2 separate regions of the Ovis aries genome follow, and region 1 is linked to region 2. A link is a contact called in public Hi-C data. All regions are on one chromosome and are shown on one strand. Each heading gives the region's core, a stretch centred on a gene start, on an enhancer-like site or on the middle of the called end of the contact. The rest is flanking DNA. Distances are from core to core; before and after follow the strand shown.

What was found. A called contact is a pair of places that touch in the nucleus more often than the background predicts.
Region 1: a Hi-C map of blood shows a contact between it and region 2, with 2.4 times the contacts expected there. The contact joins two enhancer-like sites. A contact is called at or near these places in 5 of 16 Hi-C or Micro-C datasets (blood, hypothalamus, liver and 2 more).

Annotation. Positions count from the first base shown.
Region 1 is chr3:212,047,233-212,053,600 of ARS-UI_Ramb_v3.0, reverse strand. The region is part of intron 1 of CRACR2A (calcium release activated channel regulator 2A); the gene reads right to left. Among named protein-coding and RNA genes, the nearest start is that of CRACR2A, 66 kb to the right of the region's middle. Within about 2 kb of position 4,565, at least 3 of the 54 cell types and tissues checked have an H3K27ac peak or open chromatin away from gene starts, as enhancers often do.
Region 2 is chr3:212,001,812-212,007,814 of ARS-UI_Ramb_v3.0, reverse strand. All of the region lies in intron 1 of CRACR2A (calcium release activated channel regulator 2A), which reads right to left. Among named protein-coding and RNA genes, the nearest start is that of CRACR2A, 21 kb to the right of the region's middle. Within about 2 kb of position 3,909, at least 12 of the 54 cell types and tissues checked have an H3K27ac peak or open chromatin away from gene starts, as enhancers often do.

The sequences.
Region 1 (6,368 bases), core at 3,316-5,815, 45 kb before region 2:
CCCCTGAGAGTAAGAGAAGGCCACACCAGCAACCTGGGGCTCTGTTTGTTTTCTAGGACTCAGCAAAGGGCAGTTTTCAGTTCTTTCTCCCTCCCGTGGGAATCCTTCACAGTCTGCTCCAGCTCTCAGCATTGGACATGCCTCCAGGGCCCAACTCTAATTCCTCCTCCTCTGAGAAGTCTTCCCTGACCACCTGGTCTGGATTGCCTTGGCCTCTGAGTACTTACTCTTTCTTACTCTTTTTTAGAACACACTGCTTGGTCCAGTTGGCTAGATTTTCAAGTGTACATAATATGTCTAATTTCTTCCACAAAGACAAACGCCCTATTCATAAATCTTAGTAGGTATGGAATTGACATATGATCATTTAAATGAACACATGCCCAGCCTGGTACTTTGCATATGACAGGTGTTCAGTAATTGTGTGTTGGCTTCCTAACTGGCCCTGGAGAGTGAGGGCTGAGAAGGATAAGTATTGGTAGTGTGTGTGTGTGTGTGTGTGTGTGTGTGTGTGTGTGTGTGTGTGTATTCAGTTGCTAAGTCGTGTCTGACTCTTTGCGACCCCATGGACTGTAGCCCACCAGGCTATAGTACTCTTGCCTGGGAAATCCACCATTGGATGGATTACTGGAGTGGGAATACTGGAGTGGGTTGCCATTTCCTTCTCCAGGGGATCTTCCCAACGCAGGGATCAGACCCTCATCTCTTGCATTGGCAGGCAGGTTCTTTACCACTGAGCCACCAGGGAGGCCCAAGTATTGGTGGTACAAGGAGAAATATCTATCTGGTCTTTGTGCCTGGTTTCTGGTGCAGAGCTCCTAAAACCCTTAGAACTTCCTGTGTGAAAGAAGAGTCTTTTGTTATTTATGATGAGCCCCTTTCAACCACACCTTAGTTCAAGCTAAGGAGTGACTTTAGGTGGGTGGCTTTGGGTGGGTTTCAGGATGGGGACTGGTGGCCAGATGAACCAACCGTGTGATTAGAAGTGTCAACTGGAAAAAAAAAATGCATGGCCTGAAAGTTGAGAACTATATTTTATACAAGGAGACTGCTAAAGAATCCAGCCCTGGAAAACAGCCTCTCAGATCACTCTGTCTCAAAGGGGCAAGGGAGGACTCCGGGTACACAGGAGTTCTTACTGAAAAAATAAAACTTACAGTCAAAGATTAAAAGATTACTACTAATCACACACACACACACACACACACAAACCCCAGACATTTTAAGTTAATGAATTTAGCCCGTTTCTACTGTCTGAGAAGATGCAAGAGATGGGCTCATTGAAATTATCCCTTTGATATGCCTCTTAACTATCTAGGGCCAGTATCCTGGTTTTTCTCCATCCTAAATCCCCTCAGCGTGCACCACAGGGAGCCGCTGCTGTGGCTGATGACTTGAGGGTTGCAATATGGTTGTTAACTGAAATGGCAGGTGACATTTTTTATTCACAGGGTGTTGGAATCTCAACCCCATCCCACACCTCCAGGAAGGAGAGAGAGGCTGGAGCTTGACTTAGTCACTCGTGGCTAATGATTTAATCAATTCTGCCAACATAAAGAAGCCCCAACAGATGGGGTTCGGGGGGACCTGGAGGATCCTAGGATCTTTCCCTTACCCTGGGCATCTCTTCCATCTGACTGCTTCCCAGTTGTATCCTTTGTAACAAAGGGTGATAAGTAAGGCACTTCCTGAATTCTGTGTGCCCTTCTAGAGAGTTAATGAACTTGAGGAGGGGACTTGAAAATTTGTGGTGGGTCAGACATTGGGGTGTATGCTCAGGCCCCCTGCAGTGGCCACTCTCTTGCTCTCTGTACATCCCCTTCTCAACCAGCCCCTGGTTGAGACTGAGTCCCCACTGTAACTGAGACTGGTCACAGCCATACCGACTCACAGGACTGACCTTCCCTCTTACTGTTGCTGTCGTTCAGTCTCTAATTCCTGTCTGATTCTATGTGACCCTAGGGACTGCAGCATGCCAACCTCCCATCCTTCACTGTTCCCAGAATCTGCTCAAACTCATGTCCATTGAGTCGGTGATGCTACCTAACCATCTCACCCTCCGCCGCCCCTTCTCCTTTGCCTTCAGTCTTTCCCAGTGCCAGGGTCTTTTCCATTACTAATTGCCCCCTGCACTTCTCCAGTAGCATACTGGACACCTTTCAACTCAGGCGGCTCATCTTCTGGTGTCATATATTTTTGCCTTTTCATACTCTTCATGGGGTTCTTGCAGCAAGAATACAGGACTGGTTTGCCATTCCCGCCTCTAGTGGACCATGTTTTGTCAGAACTCTCCACTATGATTCATCTGTCTTGAGTGGGGCTTCACTGTCAATTCAATTCTGAGACTAACGCAGACCCCACAGGGTAGGGGCTCACAAGCCCTCAGAATTGAATTGACAATCCAAGGACACACATTTGGTGTTGGAAATAAGTGTTAGAAAAAAAGATACCACAATATTTCACAGCTGGTTCTCTGGGGAGGGTGGGGGAGAGCCTCAATTTGCAGCTTCTGCTTGTTGCTATGGTGTCAATCTTCCCACCACAAGTGATGTCAACCCACCAACCATCAGCTCTCACAAAGAAGGGAAAATGGTGAGGCTACTGTTTCTGCCCAGGGTCTCCTGAGAGGGTGATCTGTGAGTCCCCACTGTCTACCCAGGTGACAATGGCTGATGACTCTGTAGACTGTATTCCCAACCTGAGACTTAAAGGTCAGGGTATGTTTAAGATCCCCCTTCAGTTCTGGCCCTCTGTCATCTCCGACTCTTTGCAACCCCGTGGACTGTAGCACACCAGGCTTCCCTGTCCACCACCAACTCCTGGAGCTTGCTCAAACTCATGTCCATTGAGTTAGTGATGCCATCCAACCATCTCATCCTCTGTCATCCCCTTCTCCTCCCACCTTCAATCTTTCCCAGCATCCGAGTCTTTTCAAATGAGTCAGCTCTTCACATCAGGTGGCCAAAATATTGGAGTTTCAGCTTCAGCATCAGTCCTTCCAAAGAATATTCAGGACTGATTTCCTCTAGGATGAACTCTCAAGAGTCTTCTCCAACACCACAGTTCAAAAGCATCAATTCTTTGGCGCTCAGCTTTCCTTATAGTCCAACTCTCACATCGTACATGACTACTGGAAAAACCATAGCTTTGACTAGATGGACCTTTGTTGGCAAAATAATGTCTCTGCATTTTAATATGCTGTCTAGGTTGGTCCTAACTTTTCTTCCAAGGAGCAAGCATCTTTTCATTTCATGGCTGCAATCACCATCTGCAGTGATTTTGGAGCCCCCAAAATAAAGTCTGTTACTGTTTCCATTGTTTCCCCATCTGTTTGCCATGAAGTGATGGGACCAGATGTCAGGTCCCATTAGTTTTCTGAATGTTGAGTTTTAAGCCAACTTTTTCACTCTCCTCTTTCACCTTCATCAAGAGGCTCTTTAGGTCTTCTTCACTTTCTGCCATAAGGATGGTGTCATCTGCATATCTGAGGTTATTGATATTTCTCCCGGCAATCTTGATTCCAGCTTGGGCTTCACCCAGTCCAGCATTTCTCATGATGTACTCTGCATATAAGTTAAATCCACCTTAGCACCTGGGAAAATGTGTTTTTCCCAAGCTTCAGAGTCGCACAGGTGGCCTGCCCATCATTTATGCCTGTGCCCCCTCCTTGCCCCACAGCCCTGGGCAGACCCTCTGGCGGGACCGGAACATAGATGAACAAAGATGACGCTTCCTCAGCACCCACTGCTCAAGATTAAAATATTTAGCTCAGGAGACAGGCTAGTCTGGAAAGGAGAGTTTCCCTGTTGCATATCAGATTACTCTTTACTTCTTCAACACACAGTATCAGGGAGCTTCAGACAAGTCACCCCACCTTCTACAGCAGGCTCTTACTGCAGAGGTAAGAATGCCAGGTCCAAGGCCACAAACAGGCTACTCAGCCTCTCTGAGTCCCTCTGTCCTCACCTGTACAATGAGGGCATGAGTAACACCTATGGGTGTCAGCTCCTGTTACTATTCTTATCACTCTGTTGTTGTCATTTAGTTGCTCCGTCGTGTCTGACTCTTGTGACCCCATGGACTGTAGCCCACCAGGCTCCTCTGTCCATTGGATTCCCAGGCAAGAATACTGGAGTGGGTTGCCATTTCCTTCTCCAGGGGATCTTCCTGGCCCAGGGATCGAACCCATGTCTCCTGCACTGGCAGGCTGATTCTTTACCACTGTGCCACCAGGGAAGCCTGTTCTTATCATGATGAAACCCAAATTGGCTTCCTCCACCCCTGATACAATTCTAACAAATAAACTCATAGACAAAACAACAACAACAACAACAAAAAAAAAACAACAACAACAAAACCCCCTCAGAAAAGACACAGTCAAGAAGCGCAGAAATCTACCACTGAAGGCCCAGCGGGAGAGGACCTTATGACGTGACCTCACCCTCCCAGGCCACTGGGAAGGACACCTGCCCCACCAGCCCGTTTATAAGGGCAGGTTTATGGGAACACCTTTGAGAGGGCGACTCACCACTCTAGCTGCTGTGCCTTTCGCAACTGCTACACCGCACCTCTTCTTCCCTTGAATTAGGTCCAATTTCCTTTTCCACCTCAAGGGAGACAGGGAACAGCTGTCTCTACCACTGTAAAACAACTCTCCCAAGTCTGGACAGCTAATGTTCAACAGCCCCGCTCACACTTGTCTTGCTCTATTATAAGACACATTAAAGGCCTTGATAATGGTTTGGGGTCTCCATGAGATGGCTGCTGTTCACCCTCATTCTTCTCATAATTAGTGGTTGTAAACCACTTTGAAGATAAAAGGTGTTTTATAGGAGCTAAGTCCTGTTATGATTAGTCTTCCAATATTTCCTTGCTGATGAGCACATCAAAGCCAACCACAGGCTCAGCATGAGATCTGGTGGTTAATTAGATGTATTTCAAGGCGGCTGGTATATATTAAAGACATCGCTGCAAAATGTATCAACATTAAAAAAAAAAAAAAGTGCCTGCTTTCTTCCCAACAGAACAAGCTCTCTCCAAAGGCTGTCAGTGCTGATGCCGGCCAGACGGGCAAAGACCACGAGCTAATATATCCTCTGATCCTGAGAGAGAATGACTGGATAATGGCACCTGGCTTTGTGTAATGTCTCTATTGTTGTCAAGAAGGTTCTGGGCCCCCGACTTCTTTCACTTTGTTTTCACAATCATCCTGTGATAACGGGCAAGTTAACAGGATCCCCATTTGGCCAATGAGGAAGCTTCAAAGTGGTTTTAGAGGCAGAGGCATCAGTGTGGTACAGCTGAACACGGTTATGGATGCAGTTACCCAGGCAACACTACAGATGCTCCACCCACATCCCTTCCAACATTTGTGCACTACCCAACCCCCTCCACTGCCCCCACCTTTGCCCTAGCTCCCTGCACCTGGGACTCTTAGAAGGCCGACCATTGGGCTTCTGGAGTTACTCTCTCTTACGGGCAGAGCCAGGAGTGCCTGAAGTTTCCCAGTCACCCCTAAATAGCTCTCAGCCGATGCCTGCCTGGTGCGGAAGTGGGGAAGCCCATTTCCCAGTCTCCAGCTGACATGACTCTGAGTTGGGTTTACACTCTTATGGAACCAGGCTGAGGCTGGACCTCCGTCCCACATCAAACCCTTGGCTTCCTCCTCTCTCCTGTCCTGTGAATCACTCCTTCACTAGGTCTTCCTGGAGCATTTCCTTAATACATCATTTGACTGAGCATAATCAAGCAAATCACTCTTTCGGGGCCTGCTTCTGGGCAACTCAGCCTAAGACAGCTCTCTCAACTCAGCACGAATGAGAATGTTCTGCATGTTTTCTGTTAAATACGTGCTCCCAGATCCCCTTAGTTCCAGTCCTTCCCTGCCAAGTTTCAAAAGCAGGTGGAACATGATAATCAAAGGGAAAATAGGGACTTAGAGTAAAGAGCTAAGAGCTTGGGGCATCAGGGTGGACACAGGACTGTTTTCCACCTGTCCCATGAAGGAGGGTCAGATGGGACACTGAATATGAAAGTGAGCAGTGATGTTTGTACACAAAGGTAGACATGCCCTCATCATTGCTATGGGAGAGGGAGGAGATTAGAGGAAAGAGGATGGAGAGATGGGTCATGCTCCATGGGGAGGTGACTTCTATCAGTAACAAGTACCTAGGCAGCAGTGTCCCATGGAGAGGTGCTGGCAAAGGTTCCAGACCCTTCTGCCCACATGTAACTACAAGGCGAGAAGATTTAGGAAGAGTGACAAGCTTTCTCATCCAGAGGCCTCCTTTAGACAAACTTAGGTGATATTTTACTTGTTTCACCAACTTCCCCAATGGGCTGGGACAGATCTCTGTCATTTGATGTTT
Region 2 (6,003 bases), core at 2,660-5,159:
AAAGAGGAAAAGACAGCCTCTTTAATGAGTGCTACTGGGAAAACTGGACCGCTACATGCAAAAGAACCAAACTGAACTACTTTCTCACACTATTTACAAAAATAAACTCCAATGTACTAAAGATAACAATGTAAGAACTGAAACCGTAAAACTGCCAGAAGGAAACACACGCAGTACATTCTTTGACACTGGTCTTGGCAGTATTTTTTGGATACGTCTTCTCAGGCAAGGAAAACAAAAGCAAAATAAAATAGGACTGTGTCAAAGTAAAAAGCTTTTGCACAATGAAGGAAACTATCAATGAAACATAAGGCAGCCTATTGACTGGGGGAGGATTTTTGCAAACAATATACCTGATAAGGGGTTAATATCCAAAATATACAAAGAACTCATGCAAGACAATATCGAAAAACAAACAACTGCCCAACAATTGGGCAGAAGACCTGAATAGACGTTTCTCCAAAGAAGACACACAGATGATCAACAGGCATATGGAAAGGTGTTCAACATCACTAATCATCAGGGCAGTGCAAAGTAAAACCCCAATGAGAACCTCAAACCTGTCAGAAGGGCTACTATGAAAAAGACAACAAAACATATCTATGCACATGATATGCACATATGTATGCAGTGTGAAGTCGCTTCAGTCATGTCCAACTCTCTGAGATCCCATGGACTGTACCCGCCAGGCTCCTCTGCTCATGGGATTCTCCAGGCAAGAATGTTGGAGTGGGTTGCTGTGCCCTCCTCCAGGGGATCTTCTTGACCTAGGGATCGAACCCTTGCCCCCTGCAGCTCCTGCATTGTAGACAGATTCTTTACCACTGAGCCACGGGGGCAGCCCATACGTATGTATACATATACACATGCATATATATATATGTACATATTACGTGTGTACCTACACAATGGAATAGTACTGAGACATTAAAAAAACAAAATCTTGCCATTTGTGACAACATGGATGGATCTAGGGAATACTGTTGTTTAGTTGCTAAGTTGTCTCCAACTCTTTTGCGACCCCATGGACTGTAGCCCACCAGGCTCCTCTCCATGGGATTTCTCAGGCAAGAATACTGGAGTGGGTTGCCATTTCCTTCTCCAGGGGGTCTTCCTGACCCAAGAATCAAACTCATGTCTCCTACACTGCAGGTGGATTCTTAACCACTGAGCTACTTGGAAAGCTGATAAAATAAATAAGCTGTGGGGATATAATATACAACATAAGGAACATGGCAAATAATGATATTATAATAATTCTGTACAGGGACAGATGTAGGCTTATCATGGTGATCATTCCATAAAGTACGCAAATACTAAATTACTACCTACTGCTTTTGAACTATGGTGTTAGAGAAGACTCTTGAGAGTCCCTTGGACTGCAAGGAGATCAAACGAGTCAACCTTAAAGGACATCAACCCTGAATATTCATTGGAAGGACTGATGTTGAAGCTCCAATAATTTGGCCACGTGATGCGAAGAGCTGAATCATTAGAAAAGACCCCGACGCTGAGACAGATTGAAGGCAGGAGGAGACAGCAAAGGATGGGACAGTTGGATGGTATCACCGACTCAGTGGACATGAGTCTGAGCAAACTCCAGGAGATGGTGAAGGACAGCGAAGCCTGGCGTGCCGCAGTCCATAGGGTTGCAAAGAGTTGGACACAACTGAGTGACTGAACAACAAAAACATCGTACACCTGAAAATAACATATTATGGTGTTAATATACCAATCATATTTTAATTTAAAGTTTTGAAATATACACCATGCCTGCCCATGTGAATGATCACTGTAGAGGGCATTTTTACGTCCAGCTTTATTTATTTATTTTGACTGTGCTGGGTTTTCACTGCTGGGTGGGCTTTTCTCTAGTTACTGTGCTTGGGCTTCTCTTTACAGTGCCTTCTCTTGTTGCAGAGCGCAGACTTTCCGGTGCCCAGGCTTCAGCAGTTGCAGCTTGTGGGCTCAGCAGTTGCGGCTCCTGGGCTCTGGAGCACAGTCTCAGTTAACTGTGGGGCATGGGCTTAGTTTTTCTGCAGCCTGTGGGATCCTCCCAAACCAGGGATCGAAGCTGTGTCCCCTGCACTGACAGATGGACTGTTCACCACTGAACCAACCAGGAAGCATCTTCACGCTCAGGTTTTTATTTTAGTCCACTGTGCCAGGAAACTTGCAGGTTTGGTTTGGCTCTGGAACCTTGCATTCCATTCACTTATTTATAAAAGACCCAATTTATACCCTGTTTCACGGTGCCGCTGAAACCACTAAGTAGAACATGTAATAGAAAGAAAAAATGGAACAGGAGTAAAAGGCTGAATTTCATCCCATTTCTGAGATCTCAGGCAACTCGTAGAATCTTTTGTCTGGACGCTGGGTTTCTGAAACATAAAATGGGGAGAATTTTCACTGCATTCCTCTCTCAGGCTGTTATGGAGAACAAACAGAATAATGTGTATGAAAGTACTTTTTAACTTTCAAGAAAATTTTATTGAGGAATAATTTATACACAATTAAATTTGTAGAGCTTACGTTTTTCCAAATGTACATACCTGTTTTTCATATGTACAAAGTGAGTTTTTCCAAATGTACACAGAGCATAATGCATGCGTGTGCATGCTAAGTCGTTCAGTTGTGTCCGACTCTTTGCGACCCCGTGGACTGTAGCCTGACAGGCTCCTCTGTCCATGGGATTCTCCAGGCAAGAGTACTGGAGTGGGCTGCCATTTCCTTCTCCAGGGGATCTTCCTGCCCCAGGGATTGAACTCCCATCTCCTGCAATTCCTACACTGGCAGGCAGATTCTTTATCACTCTTATAGAATGGCTTCAGGCCCAACTCAGTCCTCGTGGACCTGGTGCAGCTGGGGGTAGATGTCCCACACGTACTCAGATTCACCACTGCTGGGATGGACAGGAGGGGAGGCAGGCTTCCGGTGGAGAAGAGGGACCCTTGGACTGGCGTAGGCAGCACCGGCATCTCCAAGAGCGATGTGTTCAATTTGCCCAGCAAGGCTGGGAGTCAGCACTTCGCAGGACAGACATGATTTTCTAAAGAGCAAATCAGGGAGGACACTTTGCAATTAGAGAAGCGGCAATGGAGGCAGGAAAGTCAGGGTTCTGGGGAGAGAGGAGGAACTGCTGACTGCAGGGATCGGTCACCACGTCACACGTGCAGGCAGCAGACCGGGCCAGACGGGTCCCTGACTGCCTCTCTATCACATGGAAACAACCCTTCCCACTCGTCACCCTCAGACCCACTCCCTTCTGGCAGGAAGAGGGGGCTTCACAGCTCATCATGGCTGTGCCCCAGATCCTACAAACCTCAGTCTTAGACTCTCCAGAAATATCAAGAGCTCGAGTGTTGGGCAGGGGGGAGGGGGAGGCTTGCCAAATGCTATGTGCACAGAAAAAGTTTATCATCGTTTCTCAAAGTAATAAAGAGCCTCCCTGAAGAGCGATCTTTCAATGATTGACTTTTGACTCCATTTCTTCTAGAATGCATTTCTCAGCTATATCAACTCCGTATTGGGCATTTGCTCAGTTGAAGAGCCCTCAGCATTCTGCACATTTTTTGCACAATAGGCTTTATAACATCCTGTCTTGCTTACCCAATACCTTGGCAGCAAGCAGAATGCATCTCATAGCCTTGCTCCAAGAGATGTTTTCACCCAAACCTTCGGTTTTTAGGTGCAAATGCCTCTCTGAGTCAATCTATCTCCCTTTTACATGATGGTGTTTTGGGCTTCCTTCCATCCTTGGGAGGAAAAAATGTACTTTCCATCTGTACCAGTTATTAATTTCACATCTTTCCGCTCCACCCGCCTCCCCCAGCCTTCTCCCGCTTTGTAATACTGGAGCTGGACTCTGCAGGCTAGCTTTCCTGTTGCCAGCTGGCTGGCCCTGAGGTTGGACAATAGGAGTGTGGGCGGGGCGATGCATGGTTGGGAGAGAAAGAAGGGCCTTTTTCTCCCCCTTCCCTTTGTCTGTTTTTCAGAGCAGCAGCAAGCAGGCACCCCAGTGGCGTCACAGGGGGGTGGCAGGCTGCCCTCAGCCACCAGCTCTGGGCACCTTCGTCCTCAAGAGCATCACCATCGCCGTGCTGCAGGCAGCATGCTTCCTGACACAGGGACCTCCCCTCTGGGGTCTGAGGCCAGCGGGCATGTGGGCTCTTTACTCTGAGCTCTGAAGCTTCTTCCTTGTCCACTTTTCCCTTCATCCTCTACCCCTTAGAGTTCTCTTGGAGCCCTCTCCAAAGTGCCAGTATCTTCTACACTGAACAAGTCTTCCAATTACATTTCCCTCTTCAAACTTTCTGAGTTTTTTTTTACAAATGCTAAAACCACCACCAAATGGAAAATGTTACGTACTCGACGACCATGAGCACATACCCCCAGGCCTCCTGGAGGCTGAGGACTGATAATGTTCACTCCTGTGACACCACCCTGGTACCACCATCAGCCCATCAGAGAACTGCACAAGCGGATCGTGTACCCTGGATCCCCACCTCCCTCACCTGGCCTTTAAAGATGCTTTCTTGAGAACTCCGTTAGGGAGCCCAAGTGTTCTGAGCACTAGCTTTCCTGGACTCATTGCTTGGCACCTGCAATAAACGCTCCTTTCCTTCTTTACAACCTGGTGTCGGTAGATTGACTTTACTGCACTCAGGGGAAGGGACCGAGTTTGGTTTCAGTAACAAGTTAAGTTCTGGAGATTGCAGTCTTGGGAAAGTAGAGGGAACACAACAAGCCAGAAGCCTCAAGCAGTAAGAGAAGTAAGGCATTTTATAGTTTAAGGGAACATGAATATAAACATTATATTTTCAAAGTGCATGGACATCTCGGTTCAGTTGAGTCACTCAGTCGTGTCCGACTCTTTGCGACCCCATGGACTGCAGCACACCAGGCTTCCCTGTCCATCACCAACTCCCAGAGTTTACTCAGACTCAGGTCCATTGAGTTGGTGATGCCATCCAACCATCTCATCCTCTGTTGTCCCCTTCTCCTCCCGCCTTCAGTCTTTCCCAACATCAGGGTCTTTTCAAATGAGTCAGTTCTTTGCATCAGGTGGCCAAAGTATTGGAGATTCAGCTTCAGCATCAGTCCTTCCAATAAATATTCAGGACTGATTTCCTTTAGGATGGACTGGTTGGATCTCCTTGCAGTCCAAGGGACTCTCAAGAGTCTTCTCCAACACCACAGTTCAAAAGCATCAATTCTTCAGTGCCCAGCTTTCTTTCACACCCATACATGACTACTGAAAAAACCACAGCCTTGACTAGATGGACCTTTGTTCGCAAAGTAATGCCTCTGCTTTTTAATATGCTGTCTTTGTTGGTCATAACTTTTCTTCCAAGGAGTAAGCGTCTTTTAATTTCACAGCTGCAATCACCATCTACAGTGATTTTGGAGCCCCAAAAGATAAAGTCTGTCACTGTTTCCACTGTTTCCCCATCTATCTGCCATGAAGTGATGGGACCAGATGCCATGATCTTAGTTTTCTGAATGTTGAGTGTTAAGCCAGCTTTTTCACTGTCCTCACTTTTATCAAGAGGTTCTATGATCACTTATCACATTCATGAGTCTATACGCGCACATACGTACATGCACACAGACACATATATTGAAGACAGGCTGACAGTGAGTGGCTCTGCCACATCCGTAATGCTTAGAAGACCCCATACAATCCCCTCTGAGGAATCTCATCTCATTCACCATGATCTCTAAATACTGTGAATTGATACAGGACATCATTCTTAACCAGAGGCTCGAGGTCACAGGAAAGAATGAAGAGTGGGTGCTGACAGCGCCAAGGCTCTAGGAGGTAAAGATTCAATAGAGAACAAGAACAGCCCTTGAGAAGTTCTGCTGAGACCCCCTGGAAGGGTGTGAGCGAATCCTGGCTCAGGGATGCTAACCCCAGGGCGCCCTCTGGTGGAGCTTAGTGGCTACTGCCAGCGTGGACCTGCGTAAGGTCAGAGTCAGGACTATCCTTTCTCTTGTTTG